3 separate regions of the Mus musculus genome follow, and all the other regions are linked to region 3. The links are chromatin contacts, called in public Hi-C maps. All regions are on one chromosome and are shown on one strand. The core of a region is the stretch at or near the end of the contact, and the rest is flanking DNA. Distances in the headings are between cores, read along the strand shown. Region 1 overlaps 4932412D23Rik (RIKEN cDNA 4932412D23 gene). Region 2 overlaps 4932412D23Rik (RIKEN cDNA 4932412D23 gene). Region 3 has its middle 41 kb from the start of Gap43.

What was found. A called contact is a pair of places that touch in the nucleus more often than the background predicts.
Region 1: a contact with region 3 is called in a Hi-C map of the N1E-115 cell line, with 7 times the contacts expected there. The contact joins two enhancer-like sites. A contact is called at or near these places in 2 of 15 datasets of contacts at CTCF or cohesin (both in the NIH/3T3 cell line), 4 of 484 Hi-C or Micro-C datasets (the C2C12 cell line, the N1E-115 cell line, forebrain and 1 more), 7 of 115 datasets of contacts at active chromatin or transcription factors (cardiomyocytes, embryonic stem cells, extraembryonic endoderm stem cells and 2 more) and 1 of 9 other capture datasets (embryonic stem cells).
Region 2: a contact with region 3 is called in a Hi-C map of the N1E-115 cell line, with 2.7 times the contacts expected there. The contact joins two enhancer-like sites. A contact is called at or near these places in 2 of 15 datasets of contacts at CTCF or cohesin (both in the NIH/3T3 cell line), 1 of 484 Hi-C or Micro-C datasets (the N1E-115 cell line), 1 of 115 datasets of contacts at active chromatin or transcription factors (neural progenitor cells) and 1 of 9 other capture datasets (embryonic stem cells).

What each region holds. Positions count from the first base shown.
Region 1 is chr16:42,780,890-42,784,425 of GRCm38.p6, forward strand. The region is part of intron 1 of 4932412D23Rik (RIKEN cDNA 4932412D23 gene); the gene reads right to left. Among named protein-coding and RNA genes, the nearest start is that of 4932412D23Rik, 93 kb to the right of the region's middle. Within about 2 kb of position 1,497, at least 134 of the 459 cell types and tissues checked have an H3K27ac peak or open chromatin away from gene starts, as enhancers often do. A contact at or near this core is called in the C2C12 cell line and the N1E-115 cell line, where this site is marked.
Region 2 is chr16:42,744,696-42,748,175 of GRCm38.p6, forward strand. The region is part of intron 1 of 4932412D23Rik (RIKEN cDNA 4932412D23 gene); the gene reads right to left. Among named protein-coding and RNA genes, the nearest start is that of Gm29960, 94 kb to the left of the region's middle. Within about 2 kb of position 1,701, at least 69 of the 459 cell types and tissues checked have an H3K27ac peak or open chromatin away from gene starts, as enhancers often do. A contact at or near this core is called in the N1E-115 cell line, where this site is marked.
Region 3 is chr16:42,380,092-42,383,472 of GRCm38.p6, forward strand. No RefSeq gene overlaps it. Among named protein-coding and RNA genes, the nearest start is that of Gap43, 41 kb to the left of the region's middle. Within about 2 kb of position 1,525, at least 10 of the 459 cell types and tissues checked have an H3K27ac peak or open chromatin away from gene starts, as enhancers often do. A contact at or near this core is called in the C2C12 cell line and the N1E-115 cell line, where this site is marked.

The DNA.
Region 1 (3,536 bases), core at 247-2,746, 400 kb after region 3:
GATGGCTCAGGGTCATGTCCACTCGGGATTCTCCCAGATGTCTCTGAGTCTGGCTAAGCTCCCCCTTTCATCTACAATGACATCCCTCCTCCCCCATATCGAGGAGCAGTTCTGTCTTTTCCTTTTTATTTCTTTTTTTTTTTTTTTTTTCTAAAAAGGAAAGTCTAAAGCATCACTTGATGAACACATTTGAAATCACTGTTTGGTTTAAGTAGAAGTGGTTTCCAAACCCTGATGCTTAATTTCAAAAGAAATGAAAATATTTTTTGTCTTATTTCTCAAATGAGCTTGAAATTTTATATATTGTAGCGTTTACGTGACTAGTGCTGAAAGAGTTAAAAGTCGGAGGTTTTTTTTTTATCGCCCTCTGTGAAGTCCCTGGATAGGATCTACTTCTGACCTCAGCTGTGGCATGTGACAAGTGCTTTGTAGCTTCACATCACAGCTGCATGAGGTCACTGGCAATCCTTTCAGGAGCTGATCCCGCAGCCTCATTTCCTTGACAGAGTAAAGCATTTTACTAGATCTAAGATTAGGCGTATTTGTAACTGGTACGCAAATTATCAGTTATTATTTGGTATTCACGTTACTGCCATGGTTTCTGTGATTCATCCAATGCAGTCTGTGTAAAAAGCAATGACCTCATTCTTTGCTGGATCTAAAATCAGTCATGGTCACTAAAGCCCCTTGTTCTACACAAAAGAAAGAAATCAGATGACCTTTGCTCTGACCCTTGACTTGATATTTACAAAAGCTAATTATGGGGAGGGCCAACTCTCTTTTATCATTCAAGGACATTTGGCTAAGGTCTACTCCTTAAATAAAAAACAAAATGTCATTCAGAGGGCTATTTAAGGCTGTATACAGTATAAGGAAATCTACTCTGATGTTAATTTGGCGTTTTTGGCCATCAACATTGATTTTCTCAAAGTCAATCACGTAAAACATGGGAGGGGTTATATGTCTCTCATTAAAATCAAAGTGGCTCACTAACAAAAGGGAGTTGGTTATCTGGAGGTCTGGCAGTTGGAGGTCAGAGAGACACGTGGTCTGATAGCTTCAGCTAAACCTCTCTCAGTTTTCACTACCACGCCCCTGCCCCTGCTTCTGCTGGAAAAGAACTACCAGGCACTATGCATTGCTTTAACTCTAAGGGCTCTAAGGGTTACTTGGTTGATAAGGAGACCACCCCTAAAACAGAAGGCAGCCACTAATCCCCAGTGGGATTATTTAGTTACCTTTATTATAATAACAATGCTTACAAATACAGGTTTAAGGTAAACAAACATTCAGAAGAAAGAAAAAGAAAGAAAGCATCAGATAGTTAGAACAATGGGAGACACACAGTCCTTTTTTTCCCGGGGCTTCCCCTTGGCTGGCCTTTTCTTTGGGGAAAAGTAGAAGTCTGAATTCTTTTGTTCATTTCAGCCACCGCCCTTTTGCAATCTGAGTCTGAGCAAGGCTGCCACGCCCAGGAAAGGGACAAAGGCAGAGAAAGGGGATCTCTGGGCACTGACACAGCTCCACTTACTTAAACAGGACTCATTTGTTGGTCTCAGTAACATAGCTGTACACATCAGTTACCATCTCTATAAACAAACAATTAAAACAGGGGCATAAAATATATGCATGCTCTGAAATTCTATCTGATTAAAGTATTCTTTTCCTAGAAAGACAGGCAGCCAGAGTTCTACTCGTTTCAGAAAAAGGATGAATGCTGCCCCCTCTTGACTAAGTGCTGGATACGCTGAACAGCCATAAACTCTAATGGCTAGCCAGTGGGAATAAAGATCCTACTTTTGTACAGAGAATTTTAATGAAATCTTAGAAGCTGGAAGGTTAGAGGAAGCTCAAAGTTTATCTCAATGGGACTTTTATAGGTTTCTGGGAGATGGGTCATGCTTTATCGATGCGCCTGCATCTTCTCAGCTGTTTCTGTTTTGTAGATTCTTAATTTTGCCTGGAATAATCATTTGAGTTTAGTGCTCTGTTTCCCCGATAAGACTGATAGACTCCTTGAGAATATGAGCCACTGCCACCCCTCCTCCTCCTCCTCCTCCTCCTCCTCCTCCTCCTTTACTTGCCTTCATAACTATCAGAATACCTTCAAAGATTCATGCATAGTGGGTATTCAACAATACATAAGCAATCTCTAGCTGGCGTCACTATAGTTTATGGCTATGAACAATTGGTTCTCTCTGAACTCATAAATTCAGCTTGGGTTTCAAGTCAAGAAATTTTGTTTTGTTTTGTTTTATGTTTTGTTTTGTTTTTGTTTTTTGTTTTGGTTCTCGAGACAGGGTTTCTCTGTGTAGCCTTGGCTGTCCTGGAACTCACTTTGTAGACCAGGCTGGGATTAATGAGATGAGATTAACTCAGAAATCTGCCTGCCGCTGCCTCCCAAGTGCTGGGATTAAAGGCGTGAGCCAATGTCAAGAAATTCAAATAAGTGCTGTCATTCCTTAATCTTAGAATCATTTAAACTTGGAAGCATACTCGGTTTGCTTATAGGCACCAAGCACTAAAATACATGTTATAGACAAAAAAATACTTTTAAAAATAAAAATTAGGCCAGGCGTGGTGGCGCACGCCTTTAATCCCAGCACTCAGGAGGCAGAGGCAGGCGGATTTCTGAGTTCGAGGCCAGCCTGGTCTACAAAGTGAGCTCCAGGACAGCCAGGGCTATACAGAGAAACCCTGTCTTGAAAAACCAAAATAAATAAATAAAATAAATAAATAAATAAATAAATAAATAAAAATTAAAAAGTACAGGAAAAAAAAACCCTAGTCATGTTACACACAGGTGTAATGTTGAATGTAAGAAAACTGACTTAAGACAAAAAACAAACCACACACACACACACACACACACACACACACACACACACACACACCTGCATGCTGCATGCTCCCTTGCTCTAGAGCCTCCAAACAGTGAAGTAACACACACACAGTGCTAGGAGCCTCTTTGGAAGAGCACTGGCTAGAAGGGAGCACACAAATTGCTTCTAGAATGTTACTAACATTTTTGATATTATTACTATTGAATCAGAGGCACAGCCGCATCCACTATGAGGCATCTCATTAAGCTCTATGCTTATGATATGTGCACTTGTGTACATTATGCTTCATTAAAAACACTTACATGATATTTTTCTCAGACCCCAAGAAACAGATTTGCATATTAGCTAAGACACATTCTCTCCATTGTAGGTACCTCTGCTTTAATTAATGAAGCTAATCAAACTCTCTTAGCTATCGATCAGACAGCAAGACATCTTCAATATGTGGAAATTTTCTAGCAGGATATCTGTACATCGGTTTCCAGTTTCTATGGCAACTACCAGGCAACTACTCTCCTTGAAAAAGAACATGTTCTTCTTCCTGCCCCTCTCAGGCCGCTGATATATTAACACTCAAACAATAAAGTTATTTCATGCATGCAAGCCTGCTTTGTGGAGTAAGGTGGGTACTTTCACAGTAAAATTCCAATTTTTAGATCTTCATCTGCAAAAATGGCCACATGTCCACGAATT
Region 2 (3,480 bases), core at 451-2,950, 360 kb after region 3:
TAGTATTCCATCTGAGAAAATGAGTTCACATTTATGTCTCCTTTCTGTTTCCTTCCTAAAGATCCTATACCACTGCCTCATGTCAAAAAGTCATTCTCCCAAAGGAATAAGTAGCTAGGCTCTGCTACAAGGGGAAGACGAAAGTCTGAGAAGAGTTTTACAGCGATAGTGATCCCAAGATTACTATGATCACACCTCTTCCAACACGTGGAGAAGCCCTTCTCGTGTATTCTAGAAGATTCTAAGAGCCACTTCAAAAATAGCCATGCAATAGATCTTCATTATCAACGACCACCAGGAAACAGCACTGTTAACTATTGCACGAATCTCAGCCTTACCATATCCAAAATAGTGATCAGAGACATAACACACGGAGAAAATCTTTACCAAGTAGGTCTCAAAGCATAAGAAGTGAAATGTAATTCTTTTCCTACCCATCTCAACATCTGCTTCCTAAACTTAGGATTCTTTCTAGGAACATGCTAGCTTAATTTATCTCCCTTACAAATTGATTTAGTACCTTATAATAACCTGGAATTCATTATATCATTATATATATATATATATTTCTTAAAAAGCCACCCATCTTATTTCCTCACAAGCATCTGTATTGTGCAAGTAACATCCTACAGATCTGTAATGCAGCATTTGGTGCTGTTCGACCTATACCAATCACAGCCAATGCCCATTGATTCCAGTATGCTTCACGATCTGTCCCGCATATGCCATTTTCTAAACATGCACAGTAAGAGGGAGAATAACTGGCATTTTAAGTATCAAGTGCAGGGTAACAACAAGCATTGTCCCTGGTTTGCTTGTGTTGTGACTGACTCAAGAAATAGATAAGCTAATATTCCACAAAATGTCAAGACACACTGGGATCATTTTGAAGAGACACAATCATAATTCAGCTCACTATACCTCCTGAATTGCTATTACACACTAATCCGACTGGAGGGCATTTTGACTGCTTTGATGTACAGTCTTTACTGGCTCAATTGTCCCATCTCAAATGTTCTAATGAAACGTTCTCTGCGAAGAAGAGATTTTGGAAACTGTACCTTAACACCAGAAGATATTGTTGGATTCAGTATCTATTCACTCTTCAAACCAACTGACAAATAACCAATGACATAAAGTAGATAGTAGCCTGCATATTGGCACCCATGCATAAATGTACAGGCTCTTTATATTATTTATCTAAGAAGTAATTGTTGAGCATTGACTGTGCCCACTTCCTCCCCCTTCCATCTAAGCAGCAGAATCGGTTAGGGACCTGCAATGCTATCCTCATTTAGCAACAGCAGAGCAGTGTCAGCAGCTCTATTCTGTGCTCTTTTGTTCAGCTTCTCTTTATTTCAGTGGTGTCTGCACAGCTCACCTGATGTCACTGGGAGAGAAAAAGAGACTAGCAAAACCCTTTGAATCGTTCTCATAGCTGGATTTATGTAATAGAAAACCTCATGATCCTGAGAACGTGTATTTTCATACATTACGATGTCAAAGTACTCTACTGCATAGCAAGCTGGGTAGACTGGAATATAAAGTGCTTCCGGTGGGAAGTGAGGAGACAGACAGAAGAATGTTTTCCTGTTCTCAGAAAAGCTAGTCAGATAGCTCTGTTTGAAAGGCAGCGTGTGTCAGTGTGAAGTAATCCTGCCCTCTCTCTTCCTCCCTGGCTTCTCCAGGGAAATGAGTCACACCTGGTCGCTGCCCTTCGGAGGGTGTTTGATGTTCTAAATTCTCATCAGCCCTGCACAGCTAGGATGATGTCAGCACAGTTGACATTGTTAGATCCCTGCTCTGCTTACATCAATTCCCTGTCGCTCGGGTGTCAGATCAGTGTGAAGAATGGAAGGGGGGAATCATCTTCTTAGCAACGAATCCCACTGAATCCCATGTCTCTAGGATCCTGAAAAGACATCTGGCACTTTGCTTTGGGGATTTCCTGTGCATGCCAGAATTTTAGTTAGATTAAAATACAGCCGCAGTGAGTCAAAAAGAAACCTCCCATCTTCTTCCACCAGAATGTATATGCTTTTACAGTACTTCACTTCCAAATGTTTATCACCAAAGTACACTATTTATTCACGTACCCCTGAATTCCTCTAGGATATACTTTCTTGGCTTGATAATCTTACTTCTGCTTAAAGCCAGAAAAGTCAAAAGGGGGCCATCTTTCCACCCTTCAGTAGTCAAACGCCATAGATAGGTATAAGTATATAAAATACACAATCACCTTACAAAAGAAAGAAAGAAAGAAAGAAAGAAAGAAAGAAAGAAGGAAGGAAGGAAGGAAGGAAGGAAGGAAGGAAGGAAGGAAGGAAAGAAAGAAAGAAAGAAAGAAAGAAAGAAAGAAAGAAAGAAAGAAAGAAAGAAAGAAAGATGGCCATGCTAATAAGAACAGGATCCAGATAGAGTACAGAATCATTTCCTGGATGCACTCAGAAGACTAGAATCATTAAATACGAAGCGTAACAACAGCACAATAAACTCAGACAGCTGCAGCCTTCAGATTCATCTATGTATTGATTATCCAGGGGAAGGCAGAGAGACCTTAGGAAAAGGATCTAAAAGGTTACTTTGGAAAATGTTACAGTGCAACAGCCAATAGAACCCTGCCCCTCATGCCAATAGCTGTCAGAAACCCCAACAATGAAGATTTAACGTCTACTCTTCCAGAACAACGTCTCAGAATTATTCTATCTCAGCTCTTTATGCAAACGCTTTTCGTTGCTTTCTAGCTCTCTTTGTGCTCAACCACTTATTCATCTTAGAACCATTTCTGGCTACAGCATCTTCCTCTGGGATAGTTAGAGTCAAGTGACCGAGGTGGGTAAGTGAGTGGACACCAAAATGCTGTGTGATAAGCATTCTCATTAGAAATAGCCTTAGGGTTCAGAGAGGATAAGAAACAAAGGGGAAGGCAAACCCAGGCTCTGGAACAGGAAGAAGTCCTCAGAATGGCATGCTGAGTATTCACCATTTGGTTTTGTTTTTATAATTGCAATTCAAATGATAATTTTAAATCCTGATACTTGGTCCATAGAATGCAAGTATACATTTTTAGCAAATAGTTCCATTGTAGTCCAGAGGGTTCATTTGTCTGCCAACTTGCCCAAGTTACCCAGAGTAGGTATATCCCCAACACAGGGAGAAACAGACACTTCTTTAGACCTCCATAGTAGGAACAATCAAATGAGTTCAGAGGGGGATTTTGTGTTCAAATCCTAAAACCCTAGGCTAGTACCTAGGACACACATAAAATACCGCGTTGCTTGCCTTTCTCCCAGCAGATTCTCTTTCATGTTGTATTCTGTTGACTTACTGCTCCCTCACCAACAAAAAAACCAGAGCCTGGATTGAGTAGTAGCAGCTCAACAGTAAATAGTTTGCCTCACACTCAGGGACCCTGCATATGGTCCTCAGTACTACACACACACACACACACACGAACCCCTCTAAAAATACACTTCAATA
Region 3 (3,381 bases), core at 275-2,774:
CAAACACATGTGATTCAACAGGATATCTTTCTAAAACTGTAGAATGAGAGTTTTATTAGGAAGTTTAACCTAATAACTCCTCATACATCAGAGTTTATTAGGAAGTTACCCTAGGTGTTCGAGGGTCCTACCAATACTGGTTGCCAGCTCTCCAAACTTATCTTTTGCTCTGGTATCTTCCACCCTCACATCTCTAGGAAAGCCTGGGATCCTAAGAGCCCTCCCCTCAGAAAACAGATTCAACATTTTTTGAGTACTAGATAAATAGAAAGGGGAGAATGAGCACACACCCAGCAGTGTTGGCTCAGGCCTTCCGTGGGTTACACAGGCTTGCAGTGACTTTTTCTCAGGCTTACTATTGCTAGTCCTAGGAGCACGTAAGCTAAGACAAAACAGCATAGATGACTAACATTTTAAAGAATGCAGGAGATATCCCTCATCTTCTCTGATCAAGATTTCCCCATTTCCCTTTTAATTCTTTAATTGGTCTTTCTTCTAAGAGGGATTTGCTTCTTTGTTTGGCAGGCTTCAGCTGACATCTGTATTGTTTCTGCAAGGCTGGGCCAGAAGGTTTGCCTCTTAAAGGAGTTCTAGGGGATTCCCTGCCACTTTCTAGGCTTTTTTTAATGCTATCGAGGGTCTAGTGAACTGAGGAGGGATGATGCCTGAGTGTGCAGAGACAGGAGAGACACTGGGACTCCCTCCTTTATTTCAGAGCAATTACATCACTCACTCTGGCCAGCCTCCCAGAATGATGTGCGAGGCTGTGGATGAAGCAATAGGTACCAGAGCACTGTCACAGGTCCCCTGCCATCTGCACAGCTCACCTCCTGTAAAGTTTCAGCAGCCATACGACTAACTCTTGGGAGCATCTCCCACATTTTTCTTGCTAAATTGGTTAGTCCAAAGGTGTTTACCTAAGCTGGAAAAGAATTTTCTGGAAAATAATAAGCATATAGGAAGAGGTGGGAACACAGCTCGGAACATCATTCCCCAGGGGCTCCACTACAATGTGATTTAAACAAAGAGCATAAGAACAAAAATGTGGTTATATGATCATCATAAGAAGCAATTTATAACAATTACCTCTTCGGGGAGAACTATTTCCATCTTGCCCCGAGGAAGCCTCAGGTGTTTGTTTCAGTGGGTAAAACCCACCAACACTAAAAAAATCTTTTTAAAAGCAGGTCACCAACTGAGTTTAGTTTTACACTTTACTGCTCAGGCATCTCTGCTCCATTGGTGCCCTGCTACTGCTCCTATACCCCCCAGCTCTGTCAACCACGGCTCAAAAGACTCAGAAGTGCTTCACATCCCCATTTCTCTCTAGAAGCTTAATGCTTTTACAGACTAGACACATGGCTGCCTTAGTCTTTCTGGCTGCTTGTTTACTGCCTAGGATTGCTTATCTATCTGACTTCTGCTATCGGCCTATATACCCTCTGCCTTGGGGTTTCCATGGCTGTTCCAGCTCTGTGATTTTCATCCTTGAGTTCAGTGGTTTGCCAATGATCTAATTCAGCCGACTGACTGTCTGCCTCTGGCTTCTTAATTAGCTCCCAAGGGGCTTTTCTTAAAAGTCCTTCTGGATCATTTTGAAAGGGGCATTTCTGATGCAGAAAAGCTTCTTTCCCATCAGGAGGTGTAGCTTAAAGCTTGCTTTGCTCATTCTACACACAGGCCACCAAGGCCCTCGAAGATGAAGACATGCTACAAAGGAGATCAAGGCAGAAATAATTTCTCTTTATGCCTTTGTTTACTCAAAGGTATTATATGACCACCTATTATACTTAAAACTGGCAGGGCTACAGTGACAAATATATTTCCATTCCTATCTTGGAGGTCTTACAGTCCAGAGCAATATATCTTAAATTTCATTGTGCATAAAAATTACCCAGGGAGCTTATTAAAGTCCAGATATAAATGTTCTGTAAATCAGTGGTTCCATAGTATAGAATACATCCTGAGCCTTGGTAATTTTTGATAAATACCTTAGAAAAGTGAAGTAAGAGACCATGTAGGTACTTTGAGAAACAGATTCAAGTTTATATCATGAGCTCTGTTAGACACAGAACACTGGAAATCAGTTGGAAAAGCATAGATGCCTGATTATTCTAGATGTTTAATAATTCTAAAGAATAAGTGGAGGTCATGCTCCACCTGTATTGCTCCACTTACTTTGTATGCCTTTCTTCCCCTAGCTTTTATGATAGGGGTAATCAATATGTGTCTTTATTTTAGTGATGGAGAAGATTAAAAACTATAACTTGCTCAGTGATGGATTGTGTCCATTGTGTCGGCACGCAGTCTTGTTTATGGAATATTAACTTAACTAATTGATGGGAAAAAAACCCATTCCACTCTGGGTGGCATCATTCTCTAGGTGAAAGGATTTCTTGGGCAGCATGAGCGTAGAGAAATTGATCTGAGTGCAGGCAGTCAATCAGGTGAGAATCTATGTGTTACTTTCTCTCTCTGCTCTTGATTTTGGATAGGATATGGCTAGCTGCTTCAAGTTTCAGCCTTGACTTTCTCAAAATGATGAACTATAGCCTGAAATTTTGAGCTAAAAGTAACCACTTTCTCCTGGAGAGAGAGAGAGAGAGAGAGAGAGAGAGAGAGAGAGAGAGAGAGAGAGAGAGAGAGAATGAGAGAGAGAGACCCACTATCATTAGATCTGCCATGTATCAAGCAACAAACTGCCTTCACAATATTTCAAATATTCTTTTCCAGTTCAGAGAAGAGATGTCTCCGAGCCTCTGTATGCACTGATTGCCTAGTGATGCAAGAATATGAAACATGATGAAGGTCAGAGGTGCGTCAAGCCGTGGGCAAGGCATGAGAAGCTGAAATGTCTAGATTTCCAGATGGTGCTGTTATGGGGACCACTGTGATGGGAAGTCGCTGGAACATGGTGAATTTTCAGTAGGAGATATCTACTTTTCAAACTGAGTCCATAGAAATGGAGGGTCATATATTCCCATTCTCCTTTCTTAACCCCAAGCTTTTCCTTTTTTCTTGCTTTTATTTTCTCTCAGAAAAAAAATACTCAGGATGAAATTCTGTCTACTTGAAGTGACAAGTGCCCCCTTTAACCATCTGTGGTTGTCTAAATCCATTCATCTCCAGTAGGGAGCCTATGGGTCTTCTGTGACTATCTGTTGCTACCTAAATTAGGTTGGTGTTGAAAGTCTACTTGGAAATATTTTTTAAAAAAAAAAACTAAAGATCTTGGGTGTTCCATGTAATAGACAGATGCCTTTTAAAAAATCCCCCCAAAAGGACATTTACCAGCAATTCTTTTCTTTTACCCCCACATATCACCACAAATTTCAGTGTTGTTTGATCCTTATTTTCTTATGGAAACTGTTAAAAAATGTG